Regions from separate parts of the Oryctolagus cuniculus genome. Here region 2 is linked to region 1. A link is a contact called in public Hi-C data. All regions are on one chromosome and are shown on one strand. Each heading gives the region's core, a stretch centred on a gene start, on an enhancer-like site or on the middle of the called end of the contact. The rest is flanking DNA. Distances are from core to core; before and after follow the strand shown.

Region 1 (6,004 bases), core at 1,070-3,569:
ATGAGGCTGAGCTTAGTGGTCTGAAGTTTGGGAAAGAAATCACTCTGGGGCAGAAGAAATCATCTATGAATCCAGGGAGATGCAAAATTTTCACTGCCAGCACTCCCATGTCAGACTCAGGATCTGCTCCCTTAGGGTCAGACTCTCTGCCTCATGGGTCAAGAGAAAGAAAGGGCCACCTCACAAGACTTTCACAGCCTCCTTGGAGATAATAACTATGAAGTTGTGATTGCTTTTGGTAATGAGCGAGAAGGGAAAAGTTTTCACAATCATGCTCAGTACCCCAATTTGCACTTTCAGTGCAGCTGCTGGTGAACAGATAATTGCAGCTCTGCAGGGAGGTGAGGTCACAGTCACACACTTTTTGTAGTGGCCCCGCTGCCTCTGTGCCACTCGGTTCTGCCTGTGGGGACCTTCAGGCAGGTGCTTATCCCAGCACTTAAAGAAGCTGGACAATTTCTATGTCAGCATGAAAGAGAGATGTTTCAAGCAAGGAGCCTTATCTGGAGTCTGGGTAAGTGAGCAAGAGGATCCTCCTATGTTTTCACCTGGTCCTGTGCCCCAGCCTCACAGGAAGGAAGAAGGATTCTGAGATGTGTGCTGAGCTGGCATATGGAGGTGGGTCATACACCCTACAGCACTCCCTGGAATTTGGTGTTGTGCAAAATACCTTGGCTCTTGGTGTTTAATGAAAATAATCATGAAATCTGTTTAGTCTATGCTATAGGAGTCACTTAGCAGAGAAGCACTGCAACTTGACGTGGAATAGGAAAGTCCTACAAAAATTCAGAACCTTGACTTATAAAGGGAATCCCAGTGGCTATTCCTGGAATAGAAAGGTTTTCTCTACTCTGCTGTATTAAATACTGAAGAGAGATACTAATTGATGCCTACTGAAAACACCCATCATTACTTAATTATGGTAAGATTCGAAGGCAGAGTTACAGAGAGGTAGAGGCAGAGAGCAAGTACGTGAGAGAGAGAGAGTTGTTCCAACCACTTGTTCATATCCCAAATGCCACAATGGCCAGAGCTGGGTCGATCTGCAGACAAGAATCAGGAGCTTCTTTCAGATTTTCCTCATTGTTGTAGGGGCCCAAACACTTGAGCCATCTTCCACTGCTTTCCCAGGCCATAGCAGAGAGCTGGATTGGAAGAGAAGCAGCTGAGAATAGAACCATCACCCATATGTGATGCTGGCATTGTGGGCTGCAGCTGTACCCCCTATGCCATAGTGTGGGTCCCTCCTTGTTTAGTAATGGGAGCCTGTTTAAGGAAAGGCAGTGTTATCCTGGCATGATTGGTTGCATATGGCTGCTTTCAGCTGAAAATGTTTCTCCTGAATTTCTCTGGAGTGAAAATATTTCATCTCAACTGGAAGCTCCACAATACCAAATGATAAAATGCACACGATCTGACCTTAGGGATCTGTGTGATAGATGCTTTATACTTCTACACCTTTCATAGTCCTCTCCTTTATGGAAAAAGCTTTCATGTAAGTATTAGTAAAGATATAAATAAACAAACGTAGTAATATTCAGTTTCTACAATACACAATTTCACCGTGTATTAAGTCCTGTAGTGTAGGGAACAATATATATTCAGTACTCATATGTTACTTTTTTCCTGGTATAAAATAGTGTTTCTATTGACTTCTACACTTAAATTTGAAATACACACAATTTTCCAAATAGGAAGGCACTAGAAATTATACTACAAAAAGGTTATCTGCATGTTAATAGAGCAACTAATGTTAGGCATTACTGATGTTGTATTATGTAGTAAATTTTTATTCAAGAAGGTAAACTGGTGCAAACAAAATGGGAAAACAAGTTACCAGTAGTCTAAGAGAAATTGGTAAGTCACAAAAAAAAGTGAGTACAAATATGTGTTATTTGGAGAACACAGCTAAGTAGCTATGTTAGAATAACACCGTGGTTAATGTAGCTCTTTTTGTACAAGCCCAGTTGGCTCAACATCCCATTAGCACATAAAATACAGAGTATACATCTAGATGAATCACTAGTCCATATCATCCTGCATAATAATTTTATAACCAATTTAATGAATCTGGCTGCCTTCTCATTGAGAAATGATGAATACTGGAATCACTACTTGTGTCTCTAAACCAATAATTAGTTAAGTAGCTCTAAAGATGACCCATTCACCTCAAATATTAGGTGTGAACTGATGTGAGTGGAAATAATGTAAATAAGGAAGCTGAATTTTAGTTCATATTAACACAAGGAGCTCATGCCTCATTTCCCATACAGGAATCTCAGGCTCAGCGACAATAATCAGACATGGGGAGCCGATGGGATGGCCACCGGAGATTTGATAATGGGGATGATCTTCTTATCACGAACTATTACAGGAATCCTGGGGAATCTCTCTCTTCTTTCCCATTATCTCTATCTCTACTTCACAGGATGCAAGTTCAGGCCCACAGATTTGATCATCAAACACCTGACTGTAGTCAACTGCTTAGTCATTCTCATCAAAGGAGTTCCCCAAACCATGGCAGCTTTGGGGATGAAGGATTTCCTCAGTGATGCTGGGTGTAAGCTTGTGTTCTATGTGTACAGAGTGAGCAGGGATGTGACCACCTGCAACACCTGCCTCCTGAGTGTCTTCCAGGCCATCATCATCAGTCCTGAGAACCCCAGGTGGGCAGAATTTAAAGCAAAAGCTCCCAAATGCATTGGCCCTTTTATTATACTTTTCTGGATACTGAACTTCATACTAAATATCATGGTACCTCTGTATGTAACTGAGAGAAAAACTGGCAAAAATATCACAGAGAAAGTTGATCGTGTGTACTGTGCTTCTTTGCATTCTGGAAAATTCATGGAGTCCCTGTATGCAGCTGTAGTATTTTTACAAAATGTTCTTTTTGTGGGCTTCATGCTGTGGTCCAGTGGCTACATGGTTTTCATCCTGTACAGGCACAAGCAGCAGGTCCAATACATCCATAGAACCAATGTCTCCTCCAGGTCCTCCCCAGAGTCCAGAGCAACTCACAGCATCATTGTCCTGGTGAGCTTCTTTGTGTTATTTTGCATTTTTTCCTCCATCCTTCACATTTGCTTGAGTGTTTTAAACAATCACAGTCTGTGGCTGGTGAACCTCTCTGCTCTAATCACTGGTAGTTACTCAACTGTGTGTCCCTACATTCTCATGAGCCATGATTCAAGAGTGCCCAGGCTCTGCTGTGCCTGCACCAGGAATAGAGAATGACCTACTTAGCAAGAAGATGTTATTGTATGAATATTCAGAATGGATAGTTCTTCAATGGTTATTAAAATCTATTTATTCATGCATAGACTTGAGAAGCAGAGATGGAGCTAATCCAGTGTGATTCTCTCTCCAAATCTTTATTTTGGCTCTGGATCTGGGCAAATACTGGGATCCAGGAAATCAATTACTTAAGCCTCCAAGTGTTTGGATTATAGGATGTTAAATCAGGATCAGAACTTGGTATCAAACCCAGGGACCATGATTTGGATGTGATCATCCTGCCTGGCATCTTAACTGTTGGACCAAATGCCTGCCCCACAGTGTGAGTTTTTATTCCTCAGTGACCCTGAGATTTTAACTATGTTTCTGGAAGCAGTCCCTATATCAGAGTTTGGTCAAGAAGACTGCCTGAATTTCTGCTCTAAAATAAGGAATAAACTGATAAATTATTATGAATTAATTATTGTGTAATTATCACATTAATTTCTATATTATGGAAATGTTATTCATATTCTGAGATTCACAAAGAAATATGTTGATTATGGAGAATTCATAAGTGTCACCTGAATTTGTCAGTAATTAGAAAATTATGGGAATGTAGCACAAGCTTCACAAAGCAGGGGCACCATTTCATCAGTGCACCAAAACACAGAAATGAAGAAAGACCCCAGGGTGTAATGAATAGCATGGAATTTAGTGGTGGGAAAACTCAGTTTCCTGGAGCAGTAGCCTTGAGAACCATAAGGGATTCCTGTGAATCACTTCTAAGGGGATAGAGTCCTTTGAAATCAGATACTATGACGGAGATCAGTTACTTTGAACATATTCACGTACCAATGACCAGTTTGACCTTGAGTGGACACCGCAGAGCACAGATGTAAGTTCTGTTGCTTATAAAAAACACCAAGCCAGTATTGCCTACAAACAGAGCACATGGTCTAGGATATCATGGCATGGAGGTGAGATCTGTTGAGGGAGCAATTTAGTGAAAAGGTAGGTTGGGCGTGTTCATAAGAGAAAGGTTCCATAGTGTACTCCCTCATCTCATAGGTGAGAAAAGAATTCTATTGCAGAGCCTTCCACTAACCTTGAATATGTGAGAGACATTCTTTTCTTTCTCTCTCTCTTGCTCTCGCTCTTGCCTTCCCTCTGTGTGTGTGTATGTGTTTGTATTTCCATGTGTACAGACATTATACACTTGTGTTTCAATGTGTTTGTGTATTCACACATACAGATATAAACTCAAATTATATTTGTCTTCTACTAAGTAGTGGATTGAAAAAGTATAAACTTGGAAATCCAAAGCAATGCTAAAAGAAAAACAAAGTGCGTTAACTTCACAGTCTATTTCATTTAATGTGCATGTCCCTGTGTGTAGACACTACAGGAGACAAACCCTGGCTGTTAGGTCAGTGACAGCTACAGGCCCCCTGGAGGTCTGGCAGGGCTTACACTCCCTATCCCTCAGCTGTAGGACACAACACAGGCTGAAGATTCCCAGTTCTGACCCAGAGAACCCAGCAGACAAGACCACCACAGCACACAATCAGCTCTCACTCACCTAAAGCAAAGCTTCCCCTACAAGCTCACCTCAAACTCCCTTTAGGACAGAAACTCCAAGTTCCCAATCTAGGATCAATACAGATATAAGGAAGGGGCAGATTCACACAGACTCTGAGAGAGGTCTTTGGATGGAGCTTCTAACGGCCATCCCATGAATGATTCTCATCCAGGCCACTGGTATGCTCCCAGTACCTGACTAGTGGGCATCCTTCTAGAATAAGCTGTTGATCAAAGATGCATCTTTGATCCATCTTCTTGTGTTGTGTTCATTAAACCTCTTTCATTTTCATGCTTTCTACTATAATTTCCTTTATTATATTCTATATTAAGGATCTATTCTTATTCTAAGACCACACAGATTCCTCTAATTCCTTCTAGAAATTATACTGTTCACCTTGAAAATTTTAACCAACTCTACATTCTGAACCGACTGGTTATATCCTACATAACAATTGATGTAATTTTTCAATGTGATATGCAATTTCAGTCCATTTAGAAAATGTCAGGTGAGTTTCCAAGATGGCACAACAGGGAGGGAGTTTCAAAAATTACTACAAAGGGCTGTGTGCCAACAAACTGGGAAACCTGGAAGAAATGGATAGATTCCTGGACACATACAACCTATCTAAATTGAGCTAAGAAAAGATAGAAAACCTAAACAGATCCATAACTAGGGGAAGATAGTTTAAAACACAGAGGCGTGGTTCAAAATAAAAGCCATCATAAGAGTAAAAATCCAACAAGTACTAACAAATGTCTAATAATAAACACAGCAATTCAAAAAACAAGAATAAGTAAGAAAACATGATTCCTCATAAAGAACACAACACTTCAATCCTAGAATGGGAAGATGAAGAGATTGCTGAAATGCTATAATTGGAATTCAAAAAAATATTTGGTAGGATTACTTAGAAGTAATCAGAAGCAAATTCATGAGCTAAAGAAATTTGTACATGACTTGAATTTTTCCCAAGAAATTGAGATTTTAAAGAGAATTCAAAATGAAATATTTGAAATGAAGAATTCAAAAGAATATATAAAAATATGTTGGAATGCCTTAAGAACAGACTCAGTGAGGCAGAGAAAGACTATCTGAGTTAGAATTTTTAGACCAAAAAAAAATAAACAAATTAGAAAACAAAAAAACAGTGTTGGAGATTTATGGGGTACTATCAAGCAATCCACCAAATGGATCTTAGGAGTC
Region 2 (6,004 bases), core at 2,251-4,750, 270 kb after region 1:
CTGCTGAAGTCTGAGAAGAGAGGGAAGTGACCAGGGAACACAGAGTACAACTCTGTGCTAGGAAGGATGGCACAAGCGAGGCCCATTTGGTTAGTGTCCAGCAGGTTGCTGGCTGCTTTCAACTCAATCAAAGAATGGTGCCACATTTTCAGATCTCTCAAGGTCTCAGCTTGTGAACATTCTGCTCCAGGAAGAGAATGAACACCAAGCAAAGCATTTTCAGGTTGCTTATTTCAATCCTATTTCTCATATCTTATGAACTGGAGTAAAAGGTAAAATTATTCCTCTTTGTCCCCCACATGGTTAACAAATTTACTGCATGTGCCATGGAATATTCTCTCATTCTCTAACCCATCCCATGAAGGGCCCTTGTACTTCCCATGTGAAGAACAAGGTGTTGATAGATTACTACTAAAGTGTCATGATGTTGTCCAGAAAGTTAAATGTATTAGGTAGCTGCACTGTGACTAACTCTGAGAAGTATCCTATATTTTCCAGCTTACAAACTAGTAGCTGCTAAAGATAGAACTGTCAAAGTGAAAATTGTGAAATGCATGCAGGTGAGGGTTTTTCAAAAGCTTTGTGGAAAATGCATATAGCAACAACCATCCTTGGCCTCAAAAATGTCTTGCACCAAAATAAACTTATCAGTTAATTTCATTTTCCCAAGAACCTTTTTGAAGTGCCCTTATTTTAATAGTTAAAATATGTTGACAAAAAGCAAAAAAAATTCCATGAACTTTTCATCAGCTGATTAGGAAACATCTTATGAAAATAAGGAAAATATTGACTGTTAAAAAAGAACTAGAATAAATTAAATAGAGAAAGTAAGAAAATTGTTTATTCTAGCAGGGCTCCTGCAAACCAGATACTGGGAGCAGGCTGGCAGCCTCTTCCAGATACAGGAGCTGTATGACCATTGGCCATAAGGGGCTCCTTCCAAAGACCTGTCTCAGAGTCTGTGTGAATCAGCCCCCTTTCTTATGCCTGTATTCAGCCTAGGTCAGGTAATAGGAGTTTCTGTCCTAAAAGGAGTTGGATCTGAGCATGCATGGAAACCTTTGCTTTATTAAGTGAATGAGAGCTGTATGTGTGCTGGAGTGGCCTTGTCTGCTGGGCTTCCCTGGGCCAGCACTGGGAACCCCCAGGCTGGGTTGTGTCCTACAGTTGAGGGACAGATTCCAGGGGTCCTTTAGCTGTCATTGTCCTTACAGCCAGGGTTTTTCTCCTGTAGCATCCTACAGATGGGGGCATGCACATCAGAGTAAGTAGACAGTGGGATTAACACAGCTTGTGTTATTCTTAGGGGCACTGCTTTGTAAATCTGACTTTGTATTTTTCCAATATTAATGATTTACAGCATACAGATGTAATTTGACTTCATATGTTTATATGTATGCTTACATAGACACTTAGAAACACAAAAATATTTGTCAGTGCACTTGGAAATAAGCACCAGGTGGGGGCAGGGAAGGAGACTGGCTCCCAGTGCCTGCTTCCTCCTGAGTTCAAGGCTAAAGGAAAGCCCATCATAAACTTATTTCCTCACCTGAGAGACAGGGGCGTGCACATCAAAGCTGTTTCTTGCCCACACACCCAACTGGCCTCTTTACTTAAAGATACAGAAGCTGGCCCAGCAGATCTCACCTCCATTCTGGGATATTTGGACACTCTGTTCTGTCCCTTAGTGTCATTCATAAACAGCAGAACATGCTTCATGCTACCCTGTGCCCCACTGCAGGTCACACCAGCCATTTGTACATGAAAATGATTGAAGTAACCATTCTCCTTCATAACATCTGAGTTCAGAGGACACATCTCCTACATGCACAGAACTGCAGGATCCTCAAGGCTTCCACTCTGGGAAACTTCACTTTCTCTCCACTAACGTCCATGCTGATCATTGTTCTATGGAGAATTTCTTCATTTTTCTGCATTCTGATGCCCACTAAAGTGTTGCCCCTGATTTACAGACCTTTTGTCACATTCCCATAACTGTTCACTTCTGAAAAATTCAGTGTGTCAGATTCAGGTGACACCTACAACTTCTTAGCAATTTCTACATTTCTTGATGGAGGCAGGAACACTAATAACACAATTTGGGAATTGAAATGATAATTATATTAATTTATTTATAATTACTAATACTTTTATTCTTTATTTAGTGCAACAATTAAGTCAGTCTTGTTTACCAGACTCTGCTCCTGGGACTGTTTCAAGTTTCAATGTTTAAAAATTCAGAGGGGTTCAAGAGTAAAGAACTCACATTGTGTTTGGCAGGCATTTGACCTAGCAGTTAAATGGCCACTGAAGACGAACATATCCAAAATCGCATTACCTGGGTTTGATACCCAGCCCTGACCAGAACTCAGTTACCTGCTAAGGAAGACACTAGGAGATGGTGTTGATGGCACAAGTAATTGAGTTCCCGGCTCTGGCTTTGACCTTGATCCAGACTCAAGATAAATGTTTGGGGAGTGAATCACAGTATGGTGAGCTCTGTGTCACACAAGTAAATAAATGAACGGATGAATTTTAAAAGCATCAGAGAACTAACCATTGTGAATACACCTAAAATGTAGGGGATTCTGTATTTCTCGTGTGGGCACAGCAGAGCCTGGGCACTCTGGAGTCATGGCTCATGAGAACATAGGGGCTCACAGCAGGGAAACTCCCAGCAACTAGTGCAGAGGTGTTCACCAGCCACACACTGGGATTATTTAAAACAGTCAAGCAGCTGTGGAAGATGGAGGAGAGAGTGCTCAAAGACACAAAGGTGCTCACCAGGACGAGGATGCTGTGTGTGGCTCTGGACTCTGGGGAGGACCTGGATGTGATGTTGGTCCTATGGATGTATTGTACCTGCTGCTTGTGCCTGTACAGGGTGAAAATCATGAAACTGCTGGCCCACAGCATGAAGCCCACAAAGAGAATATTTCGGAAAAATATCAGAGCTACATACAGGGACTCTGTGAATTTGCCAGGATTCACAGAATGACAGTAGCCATAATCTGTTTTCTTTGTAGTATTATTGTCATTACTTTTCCCAGTCACATAGACAGGCACCATAGCATTTAGTATCAGATTCAGCATCCAGCAGAGGATATTGCAGGACCCAATGTACTTGGGAGCTTTTGCTTTAAGCTCTGCCCATCTGGGGTTCCTGGGACTGATGGTGATGGCCTGGGAGATACTCAACATGCAGGTGGTGCCAGTGGACACATCCGTGCTCACTCTATGCACATAGAACACAAGCTTGCACCCCGTATCACTGAGGAAATGCTTCATCCCCAAAGTTGCCATGGTTTGGGGGACTCCTTTTGAGAGAATGACTAAGCAGTTGGCTACAGTCAGGTGTTTGATGATCAAATCTGTGGGCCTAAACTTGCATCCTGTGAAGTAGAGGTAGAGATAATGGGAAAGAAGAGAGAAATTCCCCAGGGTTCCAGAGACAGTTTGAAATAAGAAGATCATCCCTGTTATCAAATCTCTGGTGATCATGCCATCTCCTCCCAGTGTCTGTTTATTGTTTCTGGGCCGGAGATTCCTGTATGGGAACATGATACGCAAACCATGTGCATTAATGTCAGTTGAAATTCAGCATTCTATACTCTTATTCTCTACTTACACCAGTTCACCCTTAGAAATGACTGCTTAACATTTTTCTTTATTGAAGATGTTTCCAAATACTTGGATATATAATCTTTAAGGGTACTTACACAACACTAACTACAGACATGAAGAGACACATGTATTAATTCCAGTATTTTTAATGACTCCTTGAGAAGGCAGCAGGATTCATTTCATTGGAAATAAAATGATCATGCAAGCAGCTTCTGGTTAGTTATTTGTCTAAATTTAAACTTTTTTGTGTGCAGTGAAATATTGAACCTGGCTGGGCTTGTTCTAAAGTACTGAAATTAAACATCATATTATTCTAACAGAGCTACTTAGCTCTGTTCTTCAAATGACACATAAGTATACCTAACTAATTTCATGTATTATCAATCTATCTTAGACTGCTGGTAATTGGTTTCCATAGTTTGTATGTATTACTTTACCTTGATACATAAAGATTTATTCCATAAGATAACATCAATAATGGTTATACATTTAGGTATCTTACCCAGATACATATAACCTGATTATAGTATCATTTTCTCAACCCTTTCTCTTTGAAAACTGTACTTAAACTAGACCAAGTTGTCTGTACTGGGGAAGACAATAGAAACGTCAGTTGGCTTTTGTACCAAGAAAAATGGCATGAAGTACTGAAAATTGGCTGTGGTCTGTACAAAGTGACATTAATACCAGTCTGGTGAAGTCAAGTATGGTAGAAATGAAATATTTCCATGTTCATGTAATATAATTATGTCTTTACTAATAGTTAAGTAAAAGCATTTTCCCATAAGTCAAGATTTTTGAAAAGTATTGATTGCAAGCCTTGCATAGCAGGTGGAATCTCTGTTGTCAGATCTTATCTATTTTATCACATGACAATGTGGAGCTTGCAGTTAAGATGAAAATATTTTCAGTCCAGAACGAAAGTGAAAAAATACATCTGAAACTCATTACTACAGGATAACACTGCTTTCTTCTTAAATAGGCTTCCCGTACTTAAACAAGGAACATAATCTTACTGTAATCATGGAGATTTTCAATGGGAAATAATCATTTTCTCCATTGAGAAATTAATACAATAGGGTTGGAGAAAACCTTGCTATTCCAGAAGTTGACACTGGCAGCCACTCTTGCATCCCAGGATTATAAGATTCTGAGGTTTGTCTCTGTCTACATTATAAGCATGTGGGGTTCCACAGCAGCCTCTCTGCTAATTCTGAAACTAGATTCATGAGTCCTGTGCAGAAAATTGAACAGAAACTTATTTTGGACCTACAGTCCTTAAATACATTAAACACCAGATGGCATGATTATTTTCATTAAGCTATAAGAATCAGTATCATTATGCATGACACCAAAGTACATCAAGAGCCACAAGGGATTTGAGTAGGGTGGAGGACCCCTATGTTCCTGTGCTAGCTCAGCACACATCTCAGAATCCTTCCTCCTCCCTGTATGCTGGGACACAGGACCAGGAGCAAACATGGGAGAATCCCCTTTTCCCGCTTGATCACTCACCCAGACTTCTGATATGCCTCTCACTTGAAAACTCTCTCCTTTGTACTGATGTAGAAAACCCCCAATTTCTCTCAGCTGCCAAGGCAAACCTCAGCACAAAGATCACCCCAGTCAGCACTGGGTGGGCTGGAGGCAGCTGGAGCACTATAAGTGGTGTGGCCTGTGACCTCACCTCCCTGCAGAGTTGCAGTCGTCTTTGCACCTGCAGCTGCAGTGTATGTCAAGTTGGAGTACTGAGAATTTTGTGAACTCTTTTCCTCTTGCTAATTATGAAAACCAATTACAGCCTATAATTACTATCTAAAAAGAGGCTGTTAAAGTCTTTGAAAGTTACTCTGTCCTTCTCAGATCCCCAGAGCTGATAGGGTCTGACCTGGAGGGAGCAGGAGATCCTGAGTCTGGTATGGGAGGGAGGCAGTGAAGCTCCTGTGTCTCCATGGATTCACAGAAGGTTCTTTCTACCCCAGAGCAACTTCTTTGCTAAACTTCAGACCACTAAGCCCAGTATCATGTATATAATGAGCAGAACAATGGGGAGAATGCTCCTGAGAAAGGTTTTCAGAAACACAGGTGCAACAGTGAACATGATGATCATGGTTTACCTGAGAAACCACTGGATTTGTCTGACACAGGGAGTATGGGGGTTTTACAGCCAAACATCCTTTATCTGTGTACACCTTTCATTCTCATCTCCAGTAGATGTCAGAAGCTAGAGTATAATATCCATAGATAGTCACAAGTTTATGAGCTTTCAGGCATATTTTATATTTTCCCTGACTATCAGATAAGCCATGTTACCTCCTCTTGAATGGTTTGTAGTTAATGAGGAAATGTAAAATGTAGTTTAAAATGTATCCTTTTGTTT

Evidence for each region. A called contact is a pair of places that touch in the nucleus more often than the background predicts.
Region 2: a contact with region 1 is called in a Hi-C map of an unstated tissue, with 5 times the contacts expected there. The contact joins the promoter of ORYCUNV1R1619 here to the promoter of ORYCUNV1R1594 in region 1. A contact is called at or near these places in 3 of 6 Hi-C or Micro-C datasets (ear pinna, skin fibroblasts and an unstated tissue).

Annotation. Positions count from the first base shown.
Region 1 is chr18:5,584,297-5,590,300 of mOryCun1.1, forward strand. It overlaps ORYCUNV1R1594 (vomeronasal 1 receptor oryCunV1R1594), which reads left to right and starts at 2,320. Exons shown (of 1, transcript NM_001167281.1): 1 at 2,320-3,237. The coding sequence starts at 2,320. The coding sequence ends at 3,237.
Region 2 is chr18:5,848,897-5,854,900 of mOryCun1.1, forward strand. ORYCUNV1R1619 (vomeronasal 1 receptor oryCunV1R1619) reads right to left here and starts at 3,501. Exons shown (of 1, transcript NM_001167306.1): 1 at 2,572-3,501. The coding sequence starts at 3,501. The coding sequence ends at 2,572.